Regions from separate parts of the Mus musculus genome. Here regions 1 and 2 are each linked to region 3. A link is a contact called in public capture Hi-C data. All regions are on one chromosome and are shown on one strand. The core of a region is the stretch at or near the end of the contact, and the rest is flanking DNA. Distances in the headings are between cores, read along the strand shown.

What was found. Capture Hi-C pulls out chosen DNA fragments and counts their contacts.
Region 1: a contact with region 3 is called in a capture Hi-C map of embryonic stem cells, with 10 times the contacts expected there. The contact joins two enhancer-like sites. A contact is called at or near these places in 3 of 484 Hi-C or Micro-C datasets (embryonic stem cells and palatal mesenchyme), 3 of 115 datasets of contacts at active chromatin or transcription factors (embryonic basal ganglia and embryonic stem cells) and 1 of 9 other capture datasets (embryonic stem cells).
Region 2: a contact with region 3 is called in a capture Hi-C map of embryonic stem cells, with 5 times the contacts expected there. The contact joins two enhancer-like sites. A contact is called at or near these places in 5 of 39 promoter capture datasets (the HPC-7 cell line, hippocampal neurons, liver and 2 more), 2 of 15 datasets of contacts at CTCF or cohesin (large pre-B cells and pro-B cells), 2 of 484 Hi-C or Micro-C datasets (both in the G1E-ER4 cell line) and 1 of 9 other capture datasets (embryonic stem cells).

Annotation. Positions count from the first base shown.
Region 1 is chr2:169,099,854-169,103,121 of GRCm38.p6, forward strand. No RefSeq gene overlaps it. Among named protein-coding and RNA genes, the nearest start is that of Gm52536, 22 kb to the left of the region's middle. Within about 2 kb of position 1,613, at least 4 of the 459 cell types and tissues checked have an H3K27ac peak or open chromatin away from gene starts, as enhancers often do. A contact at or near this core is called in embryonic stem cells, where this site is marked.
Region 2 is chr2:168,933,626-168,936,991 of GRCm38.p6, forward strand. Zfp64 (zinc finger protein 64) reads right to left here. Exons shown (of 6, transcript NM_009564.2): 5 at 1,586-1,837. Among named protein-coding and RNA genes, the nearest start is that of Zfp64, 20 kb to the right of the region's middle. Within about 2 kb of position 1,691, at least 13 of the 459 cell types and tissues checked have an H3K27ac peak or open chromatin away from gene starts, as enhancers often do. A contact at or near this core is called in embryonic stem cells, where this site is marked.
Region 3 is chr2:170,102,852-170,106,051 of GRCm38.p6, forward strand. No RefSeq gene overlaps it. Among named protein-coding and RNA genes, the nearest start is that of Zfp217, 27 kb to the right of the region's middle. Within about 2 kb of position 1,795, at least 10 of the 459 cell types and tissues checked have an H3K27ac peak or open chromatin away from gene starts, as enhancers often do. A contact at or near this core is called in embryonic stem cells, where this site is marked.

The DNA.
Region 1 (3,268 bases), core at 363-2,862, 1.0 Mb before region 3:
TGACTAACAAAGCTCCCGGGGATTATAAAATTTCATGCTCTCGTAATAAAAAGGATAAAGGATCGGCTAGAAGACCACTAAAAGTTCAAATAAATGAACATAAGAGAGAGGAGAAAGTCTGACAAGACGGAGACCGCTAATGTGTGAAGGCTGAAGCGACGGAATTAAAGTGCTGGAGACCGGAATTAAATGCAAAATGAATTCGGGGAGGAGATTAATAGAAAATTATAAAGGTAAATGAGTTCGGTTTCAGGGTTTCAGAAAACTTTAGATATCTCATTATTTTTCTTAGCACTTAAAGAGAGGCAGAGAAAGACAAATTAAAACTGGGCATAAGCCATACTGGAGTGAGTGGGAGAACCGATAATTTCCTTACCTGAAACCGCCCCTCCCCGTATTCCCTAGACTTGACCTTCAGTTATTCAGTACCACAAAACAGCCCCCAGTGTAGCAAGTCCTCCCAGAGTCCTTTGCAGCACACTGGGGCTGTGAATCTAAGTTTTTGTTTAATTATGTGGGAATATATTTAAAAGGAGCCGACTCTATGCCTCTCTCCTTCCATTCTTCCGGATCGTATGATACCTGATGGCAGCGGGTACTTCCAGCAACAGTTTTGGACCACTTGATGGTCATGGGAAGGAAAATTATATGGAGAAATGACAGGGTGGAAGGAGGCTGGGACACTGCTGCTGTGACCCCGGGTTTCCTAGTTCCAGACTTAAAAAACTCCACCCGATGTGATTTTGAGTTACATCCTCCAAGTCAAAGGAGATGTTATTGGAGAGAATTTCTGCCTTCAGACCTGAGCTTCAGTGGCAGAGGCGGGGTTGTGGTGGGGGTGCTGAGGACGTGACCCTACCGTGAACCGAGGCTGATGCCAGAGGCCAAAAGACTGTAAGCCAGAGTCTACTCCAATTAAAATATGCGGGGGCGGGTGGGGTGGTGGTGGTGTGTGGGAGAGGCAGGGGAGGGATGGGGGAGGCGTAGGTGGGGCTGGAGACTGGTGACGGGGGTGGGGGGGTGGGGTGGGTGGGGTGGGTGGGTGGGGGAGTGGGGGTGGGGGTGGGCCAGGGGTTGGCGGTGTCTGAGGCCATGGTTCATTTGGTGAAATATTTGCCTTGCAAGCACAAGGACTAGACTTCCATCCTCAGAACCCATGTGAAAAACCAGGCATGGTGGTGCATGCTTGCAATCCCAGCACTGGGGAGGCAGAGGCAGAAGGACCCCTGGGCTTCCCTGGCTGCCTGCCTAGCTTACATGGAGAATTATAGGTCCGTGAGAGGCTACTTCTCAAGCCAAAGGGGGAAGGCATCTGAGGGATGACCCCCAAAGTTGGCACACAAACACAGAGAAGAAAAAGCCCATTTTTTTTAAAAATTTGAATATGACTTTGCCTAGAGGGAGCGACGTTTTAATTTCCTTATAGATCAGTACGATCAGGTACTTTGAAAAGTTTTTTTGTTTCTTTTTTTTTTTTTCTTTCTTCTTATAGAAAGACAGAGTAAACGTCAATGCTGCTGACCAAGGTGCGCTTCTCTCACTTGTTTATAGGATCTTGAGGGAGGGCGATGGTGTCCCTGTTGGAGAGGGGAAGCAGACGCTGCATGAACTTTGACCCCATCCTGTTGCCGGCTCAGTATCTCCACTGTGCTCCCGCTCTGTCTGTTGAGGCAGGATCTCATGTAGCCCAGGCTGACCTCCAATGTAGCCAAGGATAATTGTGAACCCCCGGTCCTCTTTTCTCTCTCTCCCAAGTGCTGGGATCACAAGGCAGTACCCTCCCCCAGTTTTATTTGATACTGGATAGAATCCAGGGTTTTACACAGGCAATGCAGGGCCCTACCCTTGAACTCCAGCATGCCCTGCCCCCATTTCCTCTTCCTATCTGTCTACCACAGCAGTAGGAAGGTCCGGGACATTTGTTTGCTCTTCAGGAAACACCTCCCATCTTGGCCGTAGAAGGCATTCTTTGCCCTCAATCCAGATTGAATTTCCTTTATCCCGAAAAACTGGTGACTCACGGAAGTGTTTCCAGAGTGAACATGGTTAGAACTTCTCCAGAACCCTTGGGGGAGAGAATCTTCTAGGCTTTCCCTTCTTGTGTTCTCCAGTAAGTCTCCACAGCATGCATGCCTCTGAGCAGCACTGACTCCTCCCGTGGGTTCCAGGGAGTCTGTGATTGCACGCACCAGGCAGCTTTCTAGTTCCTCCTTCCCACCACTCCGCAATGTTTATTCTCTGAGTCGTTAGTCATGTGCTGGGCCATGGAAATACAGCAGTGACTGAAACCTGCAGAAACTGGTTTATTCATGGCTCTGCCAGTTTGCTGATTCTTAACACGCCCTTATGGGGCAGTTGGTTACTACGACTGAATGGTATATTAGAACGATATTGGGGTTATTTAACTGGCCTCAGATTTTATGTAATTTCCACTTCTGATCTCGTAGATATAAACATGCCGGTGAAACTAACAACAGCCAGAAGAACAACTCCAGACGCAACAAAATGACAGGAGCTATGGAGGCTGAAGTAGAGGGCCCTCAAGGGATGGGGAAGATGGTTCTCAACTGGAAACTAGACTTTCTCAATAAATATGAATGGTGGCTTGGCTATGTCTCAGTTCCTATTTGTGAATGTGGAAGAAAAACTATTTGGTAAATGCAATAAGGGAAGAAATGGTATTTTAAAACAGAAGCCAGGTGGTTGTGGCCCACACCTTTAATTCCAGCACTCAGGAGGCAGAGGCTGGTGGATCTGTGTGAGTTCAAGGACAGCCTGGTCTACAGATCAAGTTCCAATATAGCCTGGGCTACACAGAGAAACCCTGTCTTGAAAAACCAAAGACAAAACAACAACCACTACCACCACCAACCAACCAACCAACCAAAACCAACCAACCAACCAAAACCAACCAACCAACCAAAACCAACCAACCAACCAAAACCAACCAACCAACCAAAACCAACCAACCAACCAACCAAAACCAACCAACCAACCAACCAACCAACCAACCAACCAACCAACCAACCAAAGCCACCCAACCAACACCTAATAGATAGAAGTTAGCAGGCTGTGTGGAAAGTGGAAGTTCATGAAAGACATGTCCTTTCCTCACAGGAGACTGCAGCTCCTTCAGGCTTCCGACATGGACTGAAGACAGGGGCCTTTGCTGGCATCCTCCAGGCCTTCAGAACAAGGTTGAGACTGCCCAGGCACCCAGCCTTGTGAACCGAATAACGAGCAGGTTTCAGCCTCTTCAAAGTGAAGA
Region 2 (3,366 bases), core at 441-2,940, 1.2 Mb before region 3:
ATTGCTTGTGAACACATACAACCACAAGATTCATTGGGCTTCCCCACTGGGCTTGCTTGCTTGTTCCTCTGTGGTGGTGATGATGGTGATAGTGATGGTGATGATGATGAAGCCAAGCCTGGGCCAGCCACTGCCTGGTCACCCCAGCTGAGACCAGCACACACCTGCCCAGCCCACAATCCAGCTGCCCCCAGCAGAGACAGGCAGACGTGCCAGCCTTCTTACCTGTGTGGCTAATCTGAGTCAACATCAATAGCAACTCCTGCTACCCTGAGGCAGGTAAGTGATATCTGCTGCGACCCACCATCCAGACATGGTTGTGAGGAGGGCCCGCTGTCTCATTAGCTTACCTTACTGATACATAAGCCAAAAGAAGCACTACTATGTAATCAGAGCCTCTGGCTCTACTGGCTTTGCTGTGTGTGTGTGTTTGTGTTTTGCAGAGCTGAGTCTACACAGCCCGGGGTCTCTCACAGGCAGGCAAGTGTCACCACGGAGTGACGTCCGTCCTCAGCCCTCGTTGTATGCTTTGCGATCCAGGTGCACTAACTATTCTTTTTTTTTTTTTTAAAGACTTCTTTATTATTATATCTAAGTACATTTTAGCTGTCTTCAGACACCCAGAAGAGGGCATCAGATTTCATTATGGATGGTTGTGAGCCACCATGTGGTTGCTGGGATTTGAACTCAGGACCTTCAGAAGAGCAGTCAGTGCTCTTAACCCCTGAGCGCATCATCTAAAAATGCCTGAACTGACGGACTGCAAGGCAGACGACTATGAATTAACAGCACATTGTTTGCATCTATTCCACAGACTATATATAGTCCCTCAACCCCACACTATACAATTACATAAAAACACACAGAAAACTATCAACTCGACAACGGCTCCGCCGTTACTGGGACGGTGTGGTAGGGAAGAGGATGGGCGACCACCGTAGCTCCTTTTAAATTGTTTCTTTGAGACAGGGTCTCACGGAGCCTGGGCTGACCTTGTGCTCTGTATGCAGCCAAGGGAAAGCCTTGAACTCCTGATCTTCCTGCCCTCGCCTTTTGAGTAGGGAGGCTCCTTCCACCATGCCTGGCTTATGTGGTGTTGGGGACTGAACTCGGGGCTTCACACAAGTGTTCCACCAACGGAGTCACATCCCCAGCCCCTGAATTAAAAATGGTAACAACAGTAACAGTGATTTTTAAAAATGTAGTTTATAGAGACAGGGTTTTCTTACAGCCCAGGTTGGCCACGCCTGGTTTATGTGGTAACTAGGGATGGCACCCAGGGCTTTGTACTGCCAAGGCAGTCACACCTCCAGGCTGTGAATTAAAAATAATAATTATAAAAATCATATTTTCCAAAAGGAGACCAGGTATTCATATAGTGCAGATCGGCCTAAAACCCCCGATCCTCTTGCCTCCACTTCTCCAGTGTTACGGTTACAGGCGGTGTGCCTTTAAAGGTGCTGAGGATGCGGCCCGGTGCATGCTGGGTAAGTGCTCTGCCCACCAGGCCCCAGCCCCAGCCCCAGCTCCTTCCCCCTCTGCCCCCTGGCAGGCAGGAGCCCGCTGGAAGCGCACCGCTGCTTACCCGTGTGCGAGCGCAGGTGCACGGTGAGCTGGCTGGAGTTGCGACTGGCGTAGGGACAGATCTGGCACTTGAAGGGTCGCTCGTCCGAGTGGATGCGCAGGTGCTTGTTAAGGCTGCTGCTGTCCGCCGCCGCGTAGTCGCACGTCTTGCACTTGTAGGGCTTGACGCCCGTGTGGCAGCGCATGTGCGTCTTCAGCTTGTCCTTCCGGCTGAAGCACTTCCCGCACACCTCACACTTGTGGGGTTTGTCACCTTCCGGTGCACGCGCGAGCCGCGGGCAGCGGCGGGGAAGCAAGACCGAAAGGTTAATATTTGCTTCCCAACCTTAGAAGGGGACTAACCCGCAGGCTGTGAGGTTGCTTAGAGACCTCACAGGCACGGGGCAAGGGTGGTGGCTACGCTGCATTGCTTATTAGAATTTTCAAGCTTCCCCCCCTAAGATGAGTATGAATTCCTTATTAATTAAAAGCACACAGCAACTAAATAAATAAGCAAAAATATTTTGTTGTTTCCAGACGTCTCAAACTTGTTATGTAATCCAGGCTGGCTTTAGTTTCCCTGCCTTCGAGTCCAGAGTTCTGGTATTACAGGCGTGCCTCGCTACCCAGGCTTTAAAACAAAGCAGCTTTCTGCTCCTCTTCTGGCGTGGATGGTATTTCTGCCCCCGATACTCGATGTTCCCTAAGCCTTACAGGGTCTGGTATAAATGTTCTGTCCACCTAGCTCAACGTTTATCATCTTCCTAACTTTGGTTATCATATTATTCCCCGCCCCCCCTTTTTCCCATTTTCAGACAGGATCTCACCATGTAGACCAGGCTGGCCTGAACTCACAGAGACTTGCCTTCCCAAGTGCTGGGATTAAATGTGTGCATCCACCATACCTGACAGTTTTTAACTGCATATTTTGATATTTAATTCTTTCCCATCCTAAAGTACTATTTTTTTTTTGCCATACACAAACACACACACTGAAGGACGTTAATGCAATGGGAAACAGCCATCTTTTATATCCATTCGCTTTTCCCAGATCTGAGCCACAGTGGCCTGCCTTCCTCAACTGCCTGATCGCTCCGTGCAGTTATGTGAAGGACAGACAAACAGCCATCTTGTCTAGGTGCTGTTTAGGTTTCTCTGTTACAGCAGCTTAATCTAACACATTGACCCTTGCTTGAGCAATGGCTATGATCTGTATCGTCCCTATTTAGTGTGTGTGTGTGTGTGTGTGTGTGTGTGACCAGGGCATGTGTGGAGGTCAGAGGGCAACTCGCAGAACTTGGTTCTTTTCCCCTTACCAGTGTGGATCTTGTAATCGAACTCATGTCTTCAGACTTGTCAGGAAGCCCCACTAAGCCATCTCACCAGCCCAGTGCAGTAGGTGTGTGTGTTGTTAGGGAATGAGCTAGGGTCTTGGGATTGCTAGCCAAGTGTTCTATAACTGGGTTACAGTCCCACCTCTTTTTAATTAATTAACTTTTGTATATGGGCTTATTTTTCATTTAGTACAAAAAACTTTGCCAGCTTATGTCTTTTTATTTTTTTGAGACAAAGTCTCAGGTTGGCTCTGAATTTGCTAAGAATCCAAAAATGACACTGAACTTCTGACAGTCCCGAATCTATCTCCAGGGCGTTGGGAATTCAGGCGTGGACCATCGAGTCCCATTGATGCCTTTCTAAGGATGGAAGCCAGAACCTCCTGCATGTCAAATTAGCGACAAACAGCCTGAGCCCCGCCCCTGTACCACGCCCCCAGCCCCTGACATCCAAGGTCCTATCTGAGGA
Region 3 (3,200 bases), core at 545-3,044:
TCGTGACACCCACACTGGCATGACACCCACACTGGCATATACACCCTGCCCAACTAGCTGTATGTTATTCTGCTCTAACTGTCCATGGGGTTAGCGAGCTAGGAGGTGGTGGGAAAGGATTCTGCAACAGGGCTCAGTCTATGTGGCCCCTTGGTAGCCTTCATCCCTGCTAGGTGCAGACCGTCCAGTGTGGCTGTTTAAGATCACCCACACACCTGTTGTTAATCCCTCACCCTCGGGGTGAACTTTGTTGGAATCACACCTTGGTTTGTCATTGGGTCCTCAGGAGTAGTGAAGGAATTTTCCCAAAAGGAAGGAATTTTAGCAACACAGTGCATGCCTGTAATCCCAGCACCCGGGAGGTAGAGGCTTGTGTAATGCCTATGCGGGGAGTTTGAGGCCCAAAAGCTTCAAGTTTGTTGTGCTGAGCTGAACTCTTGAACATGGCAGTGGTCTGGCTCAGATGATAACCCTTTATACCACACAACTCCAAACCCAGAGAATGTGGTTCTGAGGATGGGACCTAGGGTTTGCCTGTTACCAGGCACTCGCCAACTAAGCTGTTTTTGGTTGTTGTTCGGTTTGCTTGGCATTTTGTGTGTGAGAATGGGAGTTGGTTTTGGGACAAACAGCAGTGTAGCACTGGCTGGCTTCAAAGATGCTCAGTAGCCAACCTTGACCTTGACCTTGACCTTGACCTCCTGATCCTCCCGAATCCTTCTACCACCTCACCAAGTGCCTTTGAAATGGAGAAGATTCAAACGCAAGAGTGACTAGACACGAGTTGAAGCTCTGCAAAGGTCACCACCACACACAAGCACACATGCACATACATGCACACACACATTCATTCACACACTCTCCCATACACTCACAAACACACACCACACAAGCTCGTACAGTCATCCAATCAGGAGAAAAGGCAGTGGAGGAAGGGTGAATGTAGATCCTTATTTTCCACTATCCAGACTTCAGTACTATTGGGGGATTTGAACCATTGACAGACTATTTGACTTGGTAGATTTTTTTTATTGAGAGCAATTTCATCAGGATGGCAAGGGCTGTGAAAAATACTACTCGCGGACAGGATTGGCTGCCAGAGCCACTGTGCATCCTCTCGAAAACCCAAAGCCACATCACTCTGGTCACACAGAACTCTCAGCACCAGGAAGGAGCAGCCACAGAGTGCCATGTGCCTGATGCCAGCGCCACCGTGTGGCAAAGGTTTGAAGCTTCCGTTCACTTGGACTGAAAGATTTTTGGCCCGTTCCTAAACTTACGAGATTGATACGTATTAGCAAAAATGTCAGACACATAGGGAAACTTAAAACACAACCCTGTATCACAGTTGTAAGATTTGAGTGTATTAATTTGGACAGAATAAGATAGCAACTGAGCCACAACCATCAGTCAAGGTGGAGGCCAATAAAGATTGTCCCCAGCTACATGATAGTCTAAGGCCACCCTGAGTTGCATTAAGACCCTGCCCCCCTCCCCAAAAAAAGAGATTAAAACAAATTTTAAATTGGGGTGGGGGGGGTGAATTGAGACAGGGTTTCTTTGTACAGCCCCGGCTGTACTGGAACTAGAGCTATAGACCTGGCTAGTCTTGAACTCAGAGATCCACCTGCCTCTGCCTTCTGGATGCTGGAATTAAAGGCTTAAGCCACCATACCTGGCAAACACACACACACACACACACACACACACACGTGCACACACCAAGCCCTACAGGATGGAGAGATGGCTCTGTGGTCATGAGCACTGGCTGTTCTTCCGGAGGAAGAGCTCAGCTTCTAGCACCCACTCGTGGTGGCTCACAACCATCTGTGACTCTAGTTCCAAGGGATCGCATGCTCTCTTCAGGCCTCAAGCACCACGCACACAGGTGCACATGCATACATACATACATACATACATACATACATACATACATACAAAGCCCTCATGCAGGCGGGCATCAACCCTTGGCTTGTGAGCTGCAGGGTACTCGGAACAGAACCCTGGGATCATCTTTTTAAGTGACAGACAGGAGGAGGCATGGTAGAGCAGAAGAGACAGGTTCAACTCTCACACTGCTGCATGGAGGACCAGAGGCTCCTCCTCTCAGGGTTAGAAAGTTTTCCCCTCCAGGACCATCTACTGGGGTTTTTATTGGTGGCTGGCTGGTCTGTTGTCTTTTTGAGACAGACCAGGCTTAAACTCCCGGTCCTTTTGCCTCCACCTCCCACACGCTGGGATTCTGGGGATGAGCCGCCACAGGACAACTTGCCCGCTTCCACTGCTAGGCAGAAGGTGGAGGCATCCTAACAGGTAGTGAGCAGACCGGAGTGAATGACGCTGTTGGAATGCCTGCTGTTGACATAGGCACGCCATCAAGGATGCCATCAAGGACGCCATCAAGGAGACAAAGCCTCCTTCGGTCTAATAACAATGTATGTTGGACATGCCCACCATAGCTCTCCCCTGCCAGGGCTTAACGCTCTAAGCAAGTACTCTGGCAACCTTCTCAGCCTGGTTTGTTCTTTTTCTAAATTAAACTGGGTTTCTGATGCCGCTGGGGGAAATAGCAAAACAAGATCTGCAGGCTCTTCCCTTAAAACTATTAAGTGTCACCACCAATGGCTCCAGCAGGAGCAAAGACCATTCCCTTGCCCCCGCACCCACAACTGACAACCAGGGCAAGTTTTCAAAGATGTGTATGTTTGAGCTAACTGCAGGATGACATTGTTCACCTTTATGATCTAGACAGCTGCTCTCTGCTCCGTTTGGAGTCCAGTCCATGGCTGTCCTCAGGAAGGATCCGATCCTAGGACAACCCAGTCCCTGCCTGCAAAGGACCTAGGTGCTGCCCCACCCACGTGGTGCCTGACCCAGCAGGTCTAGTGAAACCTGACAAGCCGAATTTCTAACAATTTTGCTATTCTGGGGCAACAACGACAAAGGTCAATGCAGATGGAGCACTGCATTATGTAGAGTGGGCTGAAGTCATGGTGCTAATTATCACACAGAACACCCCCTGTTCGGACCACTGGGAAAGTCAGACTAGACTGTGGACAGGCAAGAGCTGGAGAGCAGGGTAACTCAGTAAGGGGTGTGTGTGTGTGGGTGTGTGTGGGTGTGTGCACGTGCTCCACACCCTAAAAGATGAAAATAACAAGGAAAAAAATAAAAATAAAAACCCTCCCCCTCTCCCTGCT